Regions from separate parts of the Mus musculus genome. Here region 1 is linked to region 2. The links are chromatin contacts, called in public HiCAR-type maps. All regions are on one chromosome and are shown on one strand. Each heading gives the region's core, a stretch centred on a gene start, on an enhancer-like site or on the middle of the called end of the contact. The rest is flanking DNA. Distances are from core to core; before and after follow the strand shown. Region 1 has its middle 68 kb from the start of Gm25884. Region 2 overlaps Gm20757 (predicted gene, 20757).

What was found. HiCAR-type assays count read pairs that join an accessible place to other places.
Region 1: a HiCAR-type map of astrocytes shows a contact between it and region 2, with 5 times the contacts expected there. The contact joins two enhancer-like sites. A contact is called at or near these places in 1 of 484 Hi-C or Micro-C datasets (nephron progenitors), 3 of 115 datasets of contacts at active chromatin or transcription factors (astrocytes and neural progenitor cells) and 1 of 9 other capture datasets (embryonic tail).

The regions. Positions count from the first base shown.
Region 1 is chr10:92,550,527-92,558,491 of GRCm38.p6, forward strand. No RefSeq gene overlaps it. Among named protein-coding and RNA genes, the nearest start is that of Gm25884, 68 kb to the left of the region's middle. Within about 2 kb of position 6,460, at least 33 of the 459 cell types and tissues checked have an H3K27ac peak or open chromatin away from gene starts, as enhancers often do. A contact at or near this core is called in astrocytes, where this site is marked.
Region 2 is chr10:92,331,804-92,339,277 of GRCm38.p6, forward strand. The region is part of intron 2 of Gm20757 (predicted gene, 20757); the gene reads right to left. Among named protein-coding and RNA genes, the nearest start is that of Gm20757, 40 kb to the right of the region's middle. Within about 2 kb of position 1,843, at least 70 of the 459 cell types and tissues checked have an H3K27ac peak or open chromatin away from gene starts, as enhancers often do. A contact at or near this core is called in astrocytes, where this site is marked.

The sequences.
Region 1 (7,965 bases), core at 5,210-7,709, 220 kb after region 2:
AAAAAAAAAAGGTGATACTCAAAATATAGGATTTTCCCTTCAAGGAGAGAATTTTGATATCTTAATTACCTGATAGTGATTCTGTTCTATTAATAGCGTGATATGTGTGAAGATTAATAAGCAACAAAGCATGTTCATACCAAGGCAATCATATACATGCTGGTTGCTTGCCATTCTCCTACAGTTATGAATATAGCCTGAGTGTTGGCAATAGAAGCAACATTTGCCAACAAAAGGGAACTTGAAATGAAATTTTCTCCCAACCCTACACTTTCTCTGTGGAGTGCATTTTGGATAATCTACCAAACCAGCCTTGACAGAAACTATGGGAGCCACCTACATTTTCCAAAATTTATTGAAATTTTAGTTGCAAATGAAAGGTCAAATGATTCTGAATTTTGTAGAAAACAACTTACTGGCTCATCTTATTGCAAAACCTACCAGTTGATTCTACCTATATCTAAGACTGAATCCAGCTCAGCAATGGAATAAAATAATTCTTCCGACTTATTTTCCCTTTTCAAGTTTTCTCTATCACTGTCTTCTTTTCTAGTTTTCCGGGTTTATACCCTACCAGCCTTAATACCAATGAAAGAGACTCTTCCTAAGAATTTCAACAAGTCTTGACCTAGGCAGATCAATGTAATTTACTATCTGCTACTGGCCCAGTCACTGTGGCCAGGGTTATGGAACTCCTGAGTCATGTGGACAAATCTTGGCTGAATGGGATCAGGGAATGAACTAAACATCCAAAGAAAACTGGCATGTTATTCCTTAAAAGCAAATAGGCATAGAGAGGAACAGCATTATGGTTTGAATCTGCAGTGTTACCCAGAAGCTCATGTAGGATCCAGCGGGTGGTGGTACTGAGTTTCGAGGTAATTCCAAGTGGGGAGATCACTGAAGAGATCCCTTTGAGACAATCCTGGCTAAGCCAAAATAAAACTTTCCCTCTTTTAAGTTGATTTAAGTATATATGATAGAGAGCAGAAGTTAACTGACACAGCCAACATGGTAAAAAGAAAAATCAAAAATTCTCTATTATTCTGGGCTCTTCGTCATCTCAAGTCTTTGATCCAAAGAATAGGTCCATTTCCATGATTCTATATATTTGACACATCTCTCCTTTGTTTCCTTTGCTTAGATTCCACCACTCTGACTCATTCTAAGTCCTGACTGTGCCTCTCCTGGAATTACACTGTCTCTACTTAAAAGTCCTACATCCACACAGCAATTCAAATCTTATTATGGCATCGCCTTGCTTAAACACCTGTCAAGCTTCGCTGTGTATAGTATAATGAACAAGCTGCTTAGAAAGATCTTTAAGGCTATGCAGAATTTGTCTTGTTTTGTCTTGCAACACTTTTCCTTACCTGTCTTAAGGAAGGTGATAATCAGAATACAATAATAAAGAAAATAGCATTTCTGAATTCTTTCAGGCTTCAGCTTCTATACATGGAAACTTTTGTACCCTTATTATTATCTATTTTACAGATAAGGAAACCTGGCCTGGAAGAGACTGAGAAAATTACCCAACACCACACCTACAAAAAATGCTAATACTAAAATTATCTTATCTCTTTCTGTACAAATGGTGCACTAACCAGTGTTCAGCTCTCCAGTCTTGCCATTCACTCCCCTTCTGTTCAGGATGCTTTCCTCTCATATCCAACTGGTCAACCCTTGTGTACCTGGAAGATCTACCGTAAGTGCCTACTCTTCAATAAAGTCTTCCTTGACGTACACTGACAGAGCACACCATGCTTGTTCTCTTATTACTTTGAATGACAGCAAGTAAGTTTAGAAATTTATGTTTAAGACCATGAAATAGTTAAATAAGTAACTATAATGGAAATTACTATCAAAAGCCATAGAAAACATGAATAACATGAAGCATTGTTCTCAATAGAAGGGGAAGAATAGAAGGAAGGAAAGAGTGGTGTACAGGATCCTAGAGAATATGCGTCCCACTCTGTAAGACAGTCCAAGTCCAAAACTACTGATATACTCACCATATAGAATAGTAATGATGAGAACATGCTCACGACACTAAGTATAACATGCTAATGTTATACTATAGATGTCAGATATATCTGCAACTAACTGTGGGACATATATGACACTACTGAACCTCTGCATCTATATTTAAGTGCATCGCCACCCCATTCTATGAAATATATACATAATACTTACACCATGACTTAAGGAGAAAGAGATGAATGAAGTTAAGAGGGGAGAAGAAAATATATACCATAAAGTGAGTATGATATAACTTTCTGAGTGGTGACTTCATTCTGTATCTTCTTTTCTTCATTCTGGTCCATTCTCTGTACTACTACACTGTGACAAATTTAACAGTGCATCAGAAGTAGAACCTACATCTAACCAACCAGTTATGCATGCTATATACCACCTCACACAGCGTCCATGGCCAATGGCATTGCTGACAGTGTAACCAACACAGCAGATCTATCTCTGCAGTGAATTTTTGGCAATTAAGAGCTGATTATCTAGTCTTAAATTGCATATAGCCATACATTCTGTATTTCCTTCCCTAATCAAATTAGCATCTCTTCCATATCTCTCCATGACAAGAAGCAGAAGACCAAAACTGACAAGGTAGGAGTCATCCATCACTTTGCTTACTCTGAGGAGCTACTGATGATTAGGTTCACTCTGGTGCTCTAAAGCTACAGAAAAAAACACTTCTCGCAGTAAAATGCCTTGTCTTCTCATTTAAGAATAGACTTGTGCTATTTGGCTTGACCTTGTTCTTAAGATTTAGAAGGCTTAGTGGGATTTGTCATATTGTCTTCCTCTAGTGTCTAAACTTGATTTTCATTAGTACTATTTTTTACTTCCTTTCTTCACAAGTATGTGTGAGTATGTATGTATGTATGTATGTATGTATGTATGTATGTATGTATGTATGTATGTATGTATATAGGCACATATGTACATGTAGATACCAGAAGAGTTTGTGTTGAAAAAAAGTCACTAACTAAATATTACCTCTGAAATGGTTTTTCAGTGGTCTCTCATCAGTTAAGCCAGGACTCCACCCCTTAAGCTCCCCTCCTAGCCCTTTAATTTTAGAATTCTATGCTAATAAGTATTAGTATGTTCTAATGCATTTTTCTTTTAAAAGAAACATTTTTAGAAGTCTCATGCTTTGTCTCACCTATCTCTCATGCCTTATTGATAGAGAAGCCTTATTTTATAGATGGGAAAACTTACAAAAAAGTCCAGAGGGACAAAACAAAAGTGAAACGCACAAGTTTTTAGAGTGAGGCAGAGTTTGAACCCAGGCTTTGCTCTCTGGCTTTTCCTGGAGCCCTTGGACAAGCTGCCCAATCTCCCTGCCCCTCTTCACCGGACTGTAAATCAGAAGGGATTCTAACAACATGAGGTACTACAGTGGATAATGCAAGGATGTGCAAAGTCACACACTGAGGGACAGATATGAGGTCATACCAAACCTTTCAGAGGGAGAGAAACTCCTTGAGACACTTTTTTTTTCTGCATAACTAAAACAACATACATCTCACGCTACTACAAAATGAATAACACAAAGGGTTATTGATGGATAGCTCTGGAGATGGTCCAGCCTCACCATTTAGTAGCTGTGAAGCCTGGGGCAAGTGCCATAATGCTTGGAGCCATATTGTCCTCTATTATACAGTGGAGATAATAATGGGGCTCCCTTGCTATGGCTTTGATGTAGACTATGTTGCACAGTGCCAGGACAATGTAGGCAGCTAATAAATATTACAGTGATCACTGCTGTGCGCTTCTTACTATCACTATACGGTATGCCAAGTGGACCAAAAAGCAATCCTATGCGATTTCTTTTCTAATATTTTACAACTCAGACTTTAGAAATAACTTAGCAATTTGTTCAAATGAATAGAAATTACAGAGAATTTAGTGTCAGGTGGAAATGCATATTCCTAAGGTAAGAAGTTTTGATAAATGTTTTCTTCCAGGTTTCTGGACAAATCTGTAACTGGTTATTAATAACTCTCTCTCTCTCTCTCTCTCTCTCTCTCTCTCTCTCTCTCTTCCCTCTGTGTGTGTGTGTTCTCTCTCACTCTTTCTCTGTGTGTGTGTATATATATATATATATATATATATATATATATATATATATATATATATATATGAGTGTGTGTATGTGCATATAGTATGTATGTATGTATGTATGTTTATATGTATGTAAGTCTGTGTGATATGTGCATGTGGAATTCAGAGGAAAACCTTGTGTGTCACCACCCAGGTTCTATCCACTTTTTCAGCATTTCAGATATTTACATTACAATTCATGACCGTAGCAAAATTGCAGTTATGATGAAGCAACAAAATAATTGTATGGCGGGGTGGGGGTGGGGTTAACCACAACATGAAGAGTTGTATTAAAAGTCGCAGCCTTCAGAAGATTAAAAGCAAGCCTTACCAAGGAGAGCAGGCTGGTTGGGGAAGGAGCCCTAGGGATCTGCCTCTCCAGCACTGGAGTCCCAAGTGTGTAGATACCATACTCGGCTTTTTGTTTATTTTAGGCTTGTTTTTGAGGAGGAGAATGCTTGGTTTGGTTTGGTTTGGTTTGGTTTGGTTTGGTTTGGTTTGGTTTGGTTTGGTTTGGTTTGGTTTGGTTTGGTTTGGTTTGGTTTGAGACAAGCTCTCATGTGTAGCTGCTGATCTGGAATATCCTATGTAGACCAGTCTGACCTTGAACTCATAGAACTCTCTCCTGCTCTGCCTCCTGAGTGCTGCATCAGGCCAGCTTCGGGCTTCTTGTGAACATGCATTTTGGGTCTAAAATTCAAGTCCTCATGCTTGTAAGGCAGACGCTTTACTGACTGAGTGAGCTATGCCCCTATCAGCACTTTTACCATGTAATTTAATAGAAACGAATCCCTTTTGTGCACAGGCTCCCAGGATTATTTCATAAATATTGACCTCAAACCCTATTTACACTCTCATTTCCACCTCTAATACAAACTTTGGTCCAAACCTAAGGTTTACATCATGTATTTAGATATGTTATGTCTTTAAGGTGAGAGGCAGGGTTAGGTGCTTGCAAAGTAAAGAGATTAAGTCAAATTACCTTCCATAACTAAAAATCAACTAAATTAAATTAATACATGACAACAGATTGAAGCACTGTATAAAATTATTGTCTCAAAAATGTATTTCATAAAAAGAACACAGACAGATTTTTTTTCCTCCAGAAAACCTGAAAGATGAAGGACCAGGCTAAGCTTGTACAATGAAAGGAAGGCAGCTATTTGTTTTCACAAGGGACTGTTGCATGAAAACAGATTCCTTCCCAAATTGAGCTTTGGGTGTGTTTGCATTGACTCTGCACTAAGAAGCCTGATTTGCATGGGCCACACATACTGAATAATTTGTGAAATTATGCTCCTGTCTAGAGCAAAGAAAAAGCCCGCTCTTTTTATTTATTTATTTATTTTTTCTTTTCGAGCGCCATTAGACTCATGTGTCTTCTAACAGATCTCTACAGTTTTAAAATAACAATCAGCCTGGATGTACTGGCCTTCATCAATTTGCAAGTGGGTCTGGTGACCCCCTCGGTACCTTCATTGCAACTGGAATGAAAAATGCAGGACTCTGACAGCCAGCATTGAGCATCACACAGAAAAAAATCTAATTAGCATTTCTGTGCTAATTAAAAGCAATGCTGGGTTAGTTCCAATATGCTTTTAAATGGAGGATATCTCCAATATCCAATATGCTTTTAAATGGAGGATGTCTCAAGAGAACAAAGTTGGTGGTAAAACGTGTTTCCAAAGGAAAAGCCCCTCGCAGACTTTCCTAAGCGATGGGATTTGCTGCTGTTATTTACGTCTCAATATAAGGGTGGACAACGTCGCTGTGACTTCTTTTAATCAGTTTTCCACTTTCACTCTCTCCTGCTTTGCAAGCGGTGGGGAATTCAATGTGTTTTTCTGCTTGCTTAAATCCTCTGACCGTCGGCTTTCACACAAAATTAATTAAGGATTTTCTAAATGGAGAACAGGCCATGAAAGACAGAAGCAGTTCGAGATTTGCAGTCTTTCTTTCAGACAGTGCAAAATACACAGTGTACCAAGCCACTCCAGCCTTTCCTGGAAAAGAAAAATTTAGAGGCAAACACCACCTTGTCTGAAACCCAACAGTTCTTTCAAATAAACAGATGACGGCTGCTGATTAAATACCTTTTTCAAACATTGCCCAATTATTCCAACTCACAAAGGTTCTACATGGTGTTAAATCTGATTTTCTTTCCAAGCAGAATGTCGGGGGGATCACGGGGAGGTGGGGAGAGGGGGAAGCTATTGTTCCACCACATTCCATTCCTGTTAAATCAACTTGATATACGCGATAAATTAAGTCTGCACTGCAGGTCAGTGAATTTCTATTAACTACTTATTATGGAAGAAAGGAAAGCAGTCTAGTCAAGAACTCTTACACATCAGCCGAAGCAAGCTGTCACTCTGTTTAACTTTCACAATAAATGGGCCTCTGTCTCACACATGTGAAAAAAAAGGAGGGGAAATCCCATCATTTAGCCTTTAAAGCTCTGATGGCCAATGTGCAAGAAGCTGAAGGAGTGACTGCTTTTCCCAACTTAAAAGGCTAGAAAGCTCTGGATTTTGATAAGATTTGCTGATTTATCAGGCCTCCATTCATAAACAGGCCTCCAGGGGTTTTGAAAGCATGGCCACCTGGTTGACATTTGTGTGGCCAGGACCACAAATCCACACCATCTGTTTCTTTCCGATCCAGTGACTGTAGGATAAAATAAAACCTTCCCCTTTGAGTAAGTCCCTAGAGAAGAAATGGCTCAAGTTTTCTCCATGGGAGGTGAATTGAGCCAGAATCTGGGAGGCCAACCTCAGAGAGAATGTCTGTGAGAGGATTAGAAGTGCTGAGGTGCAAAAACAAAAAAAAAACAAAAAACAAAACAAAACAACAAAAAAAAAAAGAGTCTGGGCCACCAGACACTGGGCTCTAAACACTGTGAGCAGGCCTGGGCTCCTCAGGGAAGAAGTTACAGGTGGAATGATGAGCAGTAACGAAGCATGCAGACCCTGTCCTTCCTGTGTGCATCTTGCAGAAGGTCAGACACCCGGGACAGAAGACTTCCTCCTGGGAGCAACTCCCTAGAAGGCTGGCTGTGCGTATGTGGCTCTAACCACTGTTGACAGTGTAGGTGCGACAGTGCCTGCTAACCCTTGCTGATGTCTTCCAATTCAGATCCCTAATAATTATTCCCAAAAGCCAAGGAGAATCCCAGAAAAGTGGGTGTGGGAATTAATGAGTGAGTTCATCAACCCAAATGTAAATAATTGAAATTGCAATAAAGTCCATGAAAGCAATCACACTCAGGAAAATAGAAAATCGCATAGGAAAATAGAAATGTTTGGGAAAACATATTAGGGTTTATGTTACAAATACATATGCACACACACACACACACACACATATTATAATTAATAATCACAATTTTTGAAAAAAGTGTTTCCTGAAAGAAACTCAAAGTAAAGACCATGATTTCTCAAATAAAAAATATAGTACATTAATTTTGTAGGTGAAATTAATTTCACTAATCTATTGAAAATACTATTTCAACATGTAACCAATATTAAAAAATGTATTAAATAGATGCATTGTACTCTCATTTCTGCACTGTCTTTAACACCTAGAATTTGCTACTTAGTATTTACAGTAAGGTTTCTGTAATAATATAGTGCCTATAATTATTCTCTGATAGGATTAGCCACAGTTTAAGGTCTCAGAGAATGAATGTTTGCTAATAAGATCCAAATGAGCAATGACAAAAGAAATGTCACTAGATTCATAGTTGAAATCAGAGATGGAAATACACAACCACACAGTCCCAGAATGAGCCACGACCTTCAGGTCAACAACCGACCACATCCAGGACAGTGTTCATTCTGCGGT
Region 2 (7,474 bases), core at 593-3,092:
TAGGATGATATAGTATAGTATAGTATAGTATAGTATAGTATAGTATAGTATAGTATAGTATAGTATAGTATAGTTTATAGTCACTTACTTTCACAGTCCTATCTCTCATTCAGTAAGTCACAAAGTCAGGAGATGGATTCTCGCCGCTTCTTTAACAAGTTCTCTCCTCGGGAGAGTTGACAGGGATATATCCCTTAACAAATAATTCTAAAACTAATCACCAGAATTTGGCATATTGATCTCTCCAAGGCATTTGGACATACTATGGGCACTTTTAATGCCCACAACCACCCTATGAGAGGTGCCTGCTGTTATCATAACCAATTTAAAGATGAAAAAAATAAGATAAAAACTAACAGGTACTAAGTTGGCAGATCTTATATTTGTACATGCTCTTCCAGCTCACGTGACGTGACAGAAGCCAGGAGTAGCTATCATCCACAAAGCTCCGCCTTTGATCACACTTCTGTCACCCACAACCACCCACATGCCACCAAGAAGCTAAGGACAGAGTGAAGTTGCTCGTCTCTGAGATCAGAAGCTTCTGCTGGGGCTGGTCTGCCTTGTTAGGCTCTAGACCCAACATGCCATCACCTCCCCAAATTTGCTTGACACAGCCTACGGCTGTCACCTTAGGTTCAGTCTTTCTGATAGCCCGTTGGAGTCTTTGATTTCCAGCTAGTTCTGAGTTCCTACCAAAACTTACCTCACTTCTCAGATCCCTCTTCTGGCTCAGTTCTGCCTATGCCCTGATGAAAACACAATCTTTTCTGACCCCTTGGAAACATAGGCTGCTTCTATGTGTATCAAGAGTTCTATAACGAAATCACAAGCTGGACCCTTTAGCTAAAATTTCAACTATATTATTAATTCCCTTTGTTTATAATTCTTAAAACGTAGTGGGTAAGGGGGGGTCCTAGTTCAGAGTACAGAGGCTTAAGGTGAGCAGTGGATCTCTCTCTGAGAACCGTTATGAGGGATCACCCTTCTCTAGTCCACTCACTGATACTTCTGCTTCACCTGGTTTCACAACATTTTAACTGCAGCAAAAATGGAATGTGTGTGTGTGTGTGTTATTTTGGTTTGTTTTAGTTTGGTTTTGGTTTTGTGCAAGGCTTATTCCCCAAGTCCTTGTGCAAGATGGAGCACAATAAATACAGTTTGAATCTAACTTGGGCAAGAAGCTATGCTAGCAAAGAAAGCAGAAAAAAATAGAAGAGCCAGGCAGGGGGTGGGGGTGGGGGAACCAGCACCACCCACCTTCCCCAGACCCTCCGCCCCTAGAGAGACAAACAGAGAAAGCCTGTGCACGTATGCTGTCAAGAGGAGCCCTGGATTCCCAGGAAACCCCAGAGGAGAGAGCAGCTGCTTTTGTTTCCTTGGAGGCAGAGCCCAGTGGGGAGTAGGCTTGAAGGGAGCCAGGAGGACAACGGTAGCAAGGCATTCCCTGGTGTTTTAATGAAGCAATTAGAGCTCCAGGGTTTGAGGCTGCCAGGACAGGAGGGGCCTCCATAGTAGACTCACTTGCCCAGCCCCCTCACTTTACAAAGGCAGTAACTGGGGTCCCTAGAGGGGAGAATGATTTGCCCAGAGTGATAGTGCCATCAGGGAAGGAATTACAATCAGAGATCTTTGACATCCTAAGTAACTCTCCCAACACAGGGCTCAGGCCCAGGCAAGGTGACAGAGTAGTATTTTCATAGCATCCTGCATGCATCTGCCAGAATGTACAGACCAAGTTCAAGAGGGGCTGTGCTGAAAGGGAAGGCAGGGTAGGGGTGAAGAGCAGCAGAGAGAGTGAGGAGGACTGGCTCAGCCACCAAGCTCAGCCACCACATAGCTGTAGCTGGTGTCCTATTCATGACACTTTGAGCAAACATGTTATTTTTCTTCCTTGCTGACAAGTGGAGAGTCTAAGATGCCTTGAGTTTGGCTTTCTAAATCTGCCCTCCAAGCTGGGAGGCCACCAAGCCCCAGAATGTTTTCTTAGTACTCAACAAGCCAAAAAAAATCTACTAACAAAGGGCAGAAAAAAGGACCTGAACAATGTGGTTTGCCTAAAGCCCCTCCAGTTCGACTAAGTGTCCCAGTGTCACACAGTTTCCAGGAGCCTTCTTAGGCCCCTAAATGGCCTCTTTGTCTCCCATAGAAGCCTCAGAAATGTGCATCTTTGCTGTTTTCCCTTAAAAAAAAAATCATCACAAAAGAACGTTCACCAGAACCTGCCCCAGAGGAGCCTCTGCCTACATCAATAGGGGCAGAAGCCAAAGTGAACCATGTTGGCAGTTTGCCAAGTGTACTCCCGACCCCGACCTCCACTTGCACATGCCACAAACCATAACCATAAGCCATGAGAAGATAACAACACACGGAGACAGAAAGCAACAGATCTCACCAGCATCAAATAGCCTACGTCTCCATGTAGGGACCCTTGGGTAAGAGTTTCAAGGTCCAGGGTACACCCTCTGCTTTGGGCTTCTTTTCCATCTTTTTCTAGGGGAAAGAAGAAATGTGTATTTCTAGGGAATCACACCCTTTATCATAGCTGCTTCGTCAACAATCCAATCTCTAATATATAGGGTATTGGTGTGTATCAGAAAGATGAAACCCCTTATCGCAGGACAAGCTCTCTAGCAGCGATTTAACTTCCATAGACTTTCCTGGATGCTTCTTGGCTACCGTTTCCTGTATTTCTTCTTTTCTTTTCTTTTTTTTTTTTTAAAAACATATTCCTTTTTTTTAAAGATTTATTTATTTATTTATTTATTTATTTATTTATTTATTTATTTATTTATTATATGTGAATACACTGTAGCTGTCTTCAGACACTCCAGAAGAGGGCATCAGATTTTGTAACAAATGGTTGTAAGCCACCATGTGGTTGCTGGGATTTGAACTCAGGACCTTCGGAAGAGCAGGCGGTGCTCTTTAACCTCTGAGCCATCTCACCAGCCCCATTTCCTGTATTTCTGAAGTTGCCATATTTAGGAAAAAGCTACAGATATAGTTTCCTCTAATCTTGTATTTCCTAATTAAAACTATAGGTAAGGAAACTTTTCTAATTATCTTTTCTATAATGGATCCTTGTAAATACTTCTTTGCTCTCTGTTACAGGATTCACCCTCCACTGAAGACAGAACAGAAGAATTCACCAAAAGGGGAGATCCATTCCATAGCAACTTTTACAGGAAGCCCCATAGTGGGACTGAGCCCTTCATCCATATTTATGAAGCGCCAGCACTTAGAGCATAGCTGAAAGAAATACTTCTTAACTTGAAGCTGTTGTAAAACACAGACTGTCTGTTGCCCTGTGAGTACCTTGGATATGTTCTTAAGAAAGAGGTTTCTTCTTTATAGTTGTCAAATGCCAGCTAAGCCGTCTTCGAGAATACAAGTTGGATAATCCAAGAGTGTGAGATCCAAGCACCAGTGAGGGTCAGTTTACAAACAGTGCTAAGCCCACTTCCCGGCCCCACCAGAGAGGGCTTTGTCTTCATCACCTAAGCACCTTCTGTCAAGTACATGCACATTTGCCCTTGGGGGCAGGAAACCAGGGCATTATGTTGGCTGGGACTTCTATGAGTCATAAGAATGAAATGGCTAAGGAGGTACAATGTGTGAGGCACAGATTCTCTTTGATGGCCGAAAAACAGTTCAAGTATGGGAGAGCGTTGCCAGGTCTCTCTATCTCTCATTCTCACCCCCCTGTCTCTCTCTCTCTGTCTCTCTTTCTCTCTCTCTCTCTCTCTCTCTCTCTCTCTCTCTCTCTCTCTCTCTCTCTCTCTCTCTCATGCCCAGCCCCCACAATCCTTCTCCTATTTAAAAACAAAAAAATCCCAGATGTTCTCTGGCTTAGCTTTCCAAGTTAGAAAAAAAATAAATACAAATGCCAACCCAAGATTTCAACCAACACTTAAAATCACTTAGAATACCTTGCTATGGTGTTCTACAATCTCTTATCCAAGCCCCAGGATCAGGAATTCAAGATCATTCTTTAACTAGACAGTGAGTTCATGAGTTTGAATCCAGCTCAGGATATGTGAGACCCTGTCTCAGAATCGAAACAAAAACAAAAACCCAAACTCCACGTAGTTTTCCTCAGAATTTGTAAGAGTTCATCGAACCAAACTATCAAAAACTATTAATTTATCTCACATTACATCTAGCACCAAAGTGTGTGAAAAACTAATTAAGAACAGAAGTTGCAAAAACATCAAAAAGAAAAGCAAAAACAATATAATCACAATCATTATACTATGAGAAGAATTGGGAGCAAAAGTTACTTTCAATCACTCTATAAATAATTTCTTCCATCTCTAGACCGATAGATGGGCACTTCTTTAAAAAGCCAAGAACCAGAATAACAGCCAAAGACATCTGTTCGTCTCCTCCTTCAACGAGTGCAGATGGAGACTCCTACATGGTCTGGGAAAGAGGAATCGGTCATGCTCATTAGCCTGGGTAGATTTGGGTTTCAAATAATGAGCTAAATGGAGAACTACCAAGAGACTAACTCTTGCTAAAGCTGCACTGTAGCCTGAAGAGGGACATGCCAATTTCAGATTAATTAAAAAGGTTATTAAATTGTTCAGATGGCATGTTAATGAGCAATCTGCAGGGGGATCAGTCGACAGCCATGCCTCCCCACATAATTACAGGACCCTTATTGAGAAGAATCGTGGAGAGCAGGAAGAAAAACTAAAGGAGTATCCATCTTGACTATAATACAACATGGTCAACCTACGACAAAATCCATGAAACAAGATGCTAGTTACACTTGTTATATAAACTCTTTCAGATGAAAGCTGCCACTAATCCAGCCACTGGAATGTTATAATTAAATAGAGAGACAATAGATAATATTGTATGACTTTATAATATGTTTTGGGTCTCAGAAGCATTATTTATCAACTCATATTTTTCCTGTGCCTAGTAATAAAATTAGAAGGCTCATCTTTATATTAAGACATTGACTGAGCTAACCACAGTGCTATGTATGCTTTTTGATCTCCCCAAACTTGGGAGATGGAAGCAGGAGGGTAAAAGATTTCGAAGTTATTCTTGACTACCTATCAATTCTGAAGCCAATCTGGGATACATGAGATACTGAACCACTTGGGGACATCTGATGACCACCAAATTGACCTACAATTACAAGTCTGTTTGTGTCCTTTTATGTAAATTGCACGTAGCTCCATAGATTTTATTTTCTGTAGACAACCAAGGTTTATTTTCTAGCAAATCCCTAAAGAAGTTGTTAATGGTGCCTGTCTAGGCAGCGCCTAGAATGTAGTGGGGAATGTAATTTTCTATTCTTCTAAGAAGTCTGGCACATAGTGTGCTTGGCAAGGACAAACATTTCCACTACACATGAGAGCTTGCTGGTATCTGCTAATGCCACATAGTGCAGGAGGGTTGGTTTCTGTACACTGTATCAGAAATTTTCTCAAGACTGTCAGGATTTGAATAGCTGCCATTTTTAATTTAAAATTACAATTAGTATATTTTTTCTATTATCAAGGTAGCCTGTTGTTAACAGTTTGGATAATTCTATAGCATTCTTTCTATACACTAAGACACCATTCTCCCTGAGTTCTTTTCATAGAGAGTAGAAATAGATGAAGCAAAACAACTTCATGTTCTCTAATTATGCACAATAAAAATGGTATGAATTATTAGTTTACACAAATAGTATTGTATGGGAGTTAAAATATAGCTTCAGACCGCTAGATATTATTTTTGCAACTAATGCATTAGGGAAAAAGTCTAAAACCAGAACTTTTTACACTGCCCTAAAGTTACAGCTTTAAATAGATGAATGAACTAAATGGAAAACACTTATTATCGGCTGGCACTCAGCTATTTGCCTTTTCATCCTTTGTTACTTGAATAAACTCCCCGAAACCAGAGTTGCTGGGTTTAATAAGTAACTAGTCAGATGTGAATCTCACACAGACAACAATGGTGTTTTTAGTTTAGTATGTCCCAGATATTGCAAGAAATCTGCTTATACTGAAAAAATTACTGATCTGAAATTCAAATTAAATTGGGCATCCTAAATTTTATCTGTTGACTTCACTACCCCATTAACATTTATATTTTATCAAGGAAAGAAAAATAATTTAGAAAAGCAGAGTTTGTCTTAAATGCCAAGTCAGATTGGCTCGAGTTGGTGGTCTAAATTACTTTGAAACTGAGTTGGATCAGAGAAAAACATTCCACATTATTGATTTGATTAGTGATGTCTACCATAGATAAGGCTTCAGGATTTGCTGAGTCAGGGCCTGGAGTCCTGTTAGGGCCTAGGGTCCTCTCATCTCTTCCTTAGTGGCTAAGCTACAACTTAGATTTTCAAATTATGCAACAAAATACAAGCTCCTGGCTTCAACCTTTTTTCCTTACGCCCTAGGTTAAGCAGAGACTGACAAGCTGCTCTGCAAAAGGTATTGGCAACACTTGGAAGAGCTGTGAGTGTTCTCTGAACCACAGAATTTAGTTCCAGGGAAGAGATTTACTTAGTGGGAGTGGGGAAGGGTTTTGTGACCAGCTCTGGATGTCCCTAGAGCTTTCTTTATAAAGAAAAAAAAAACACTGTGATGCTGGAGAAGACAGGGGAAGGTGCAAGTGACAGGAAGAGGCAAGGAGAAAGCTGACATTCATATCCTGTCATAGTCTGACCATGTCCCCCAAATCCATATGCTGGGATCTGAACTCCCATGGTGTTGGTGGGTCATTGGGAAGTTCTCGTGTCTTTACAATAGAGTCCTCATGAACTAGTATCTTATAATAAAAATGTGTTGCCAGAGAACCAGCAGCATACGACAGCTTAAAAGAAGACATCATCTATAAACCAAGAAGAGGGTAAGGCCCAACAATGAGTCTGTCAACACTTTGACCTTGGACCTCTCAGCATCCAGAACTGCAATACAATTTATGGTACTGTGTTATAGCAGTTGAAACAAACTAATACAGAGCTTCTAGGACCACACAATGTATTTATTTACTACCCCATTTCCTGTCTCTTTAACGAGATGACTAAACTCAAGTAGGATTAGAAATTTTAAGAACTAAAGAAAGAACCTGGGCTTCCTGAAATTGGCATGTTAGCCTAGGTGGCATGGGGGTGGAGGAAAGAAAAGGATGTAGCTATTTTTTTCTGTCTCAGTGTCAGATTGTAATGCAGTTTCTTCCTAGAAGCCTTCTATCTTACAAGGAACTTTCTCAGCACACAGGATGAAGGGGAAAATGAAACAGGATATTTTAGGACAGGATGTTTACATGGAGCTGAAACAGTATGTCTTTTTTAAAGATTTATTTATTTGTTATATGTAAGTATACTGTAGCTATTTTCAGACACTCCAGAAGAGGGAGTCAGATTCCATTAAAGATAGATGTGAGCCACCATGTGGTTGCTGGGATTTGAACTCAGAACCCTCATGAGTGCAGTCAGTGCACTTAACCACTGAGCCATTGC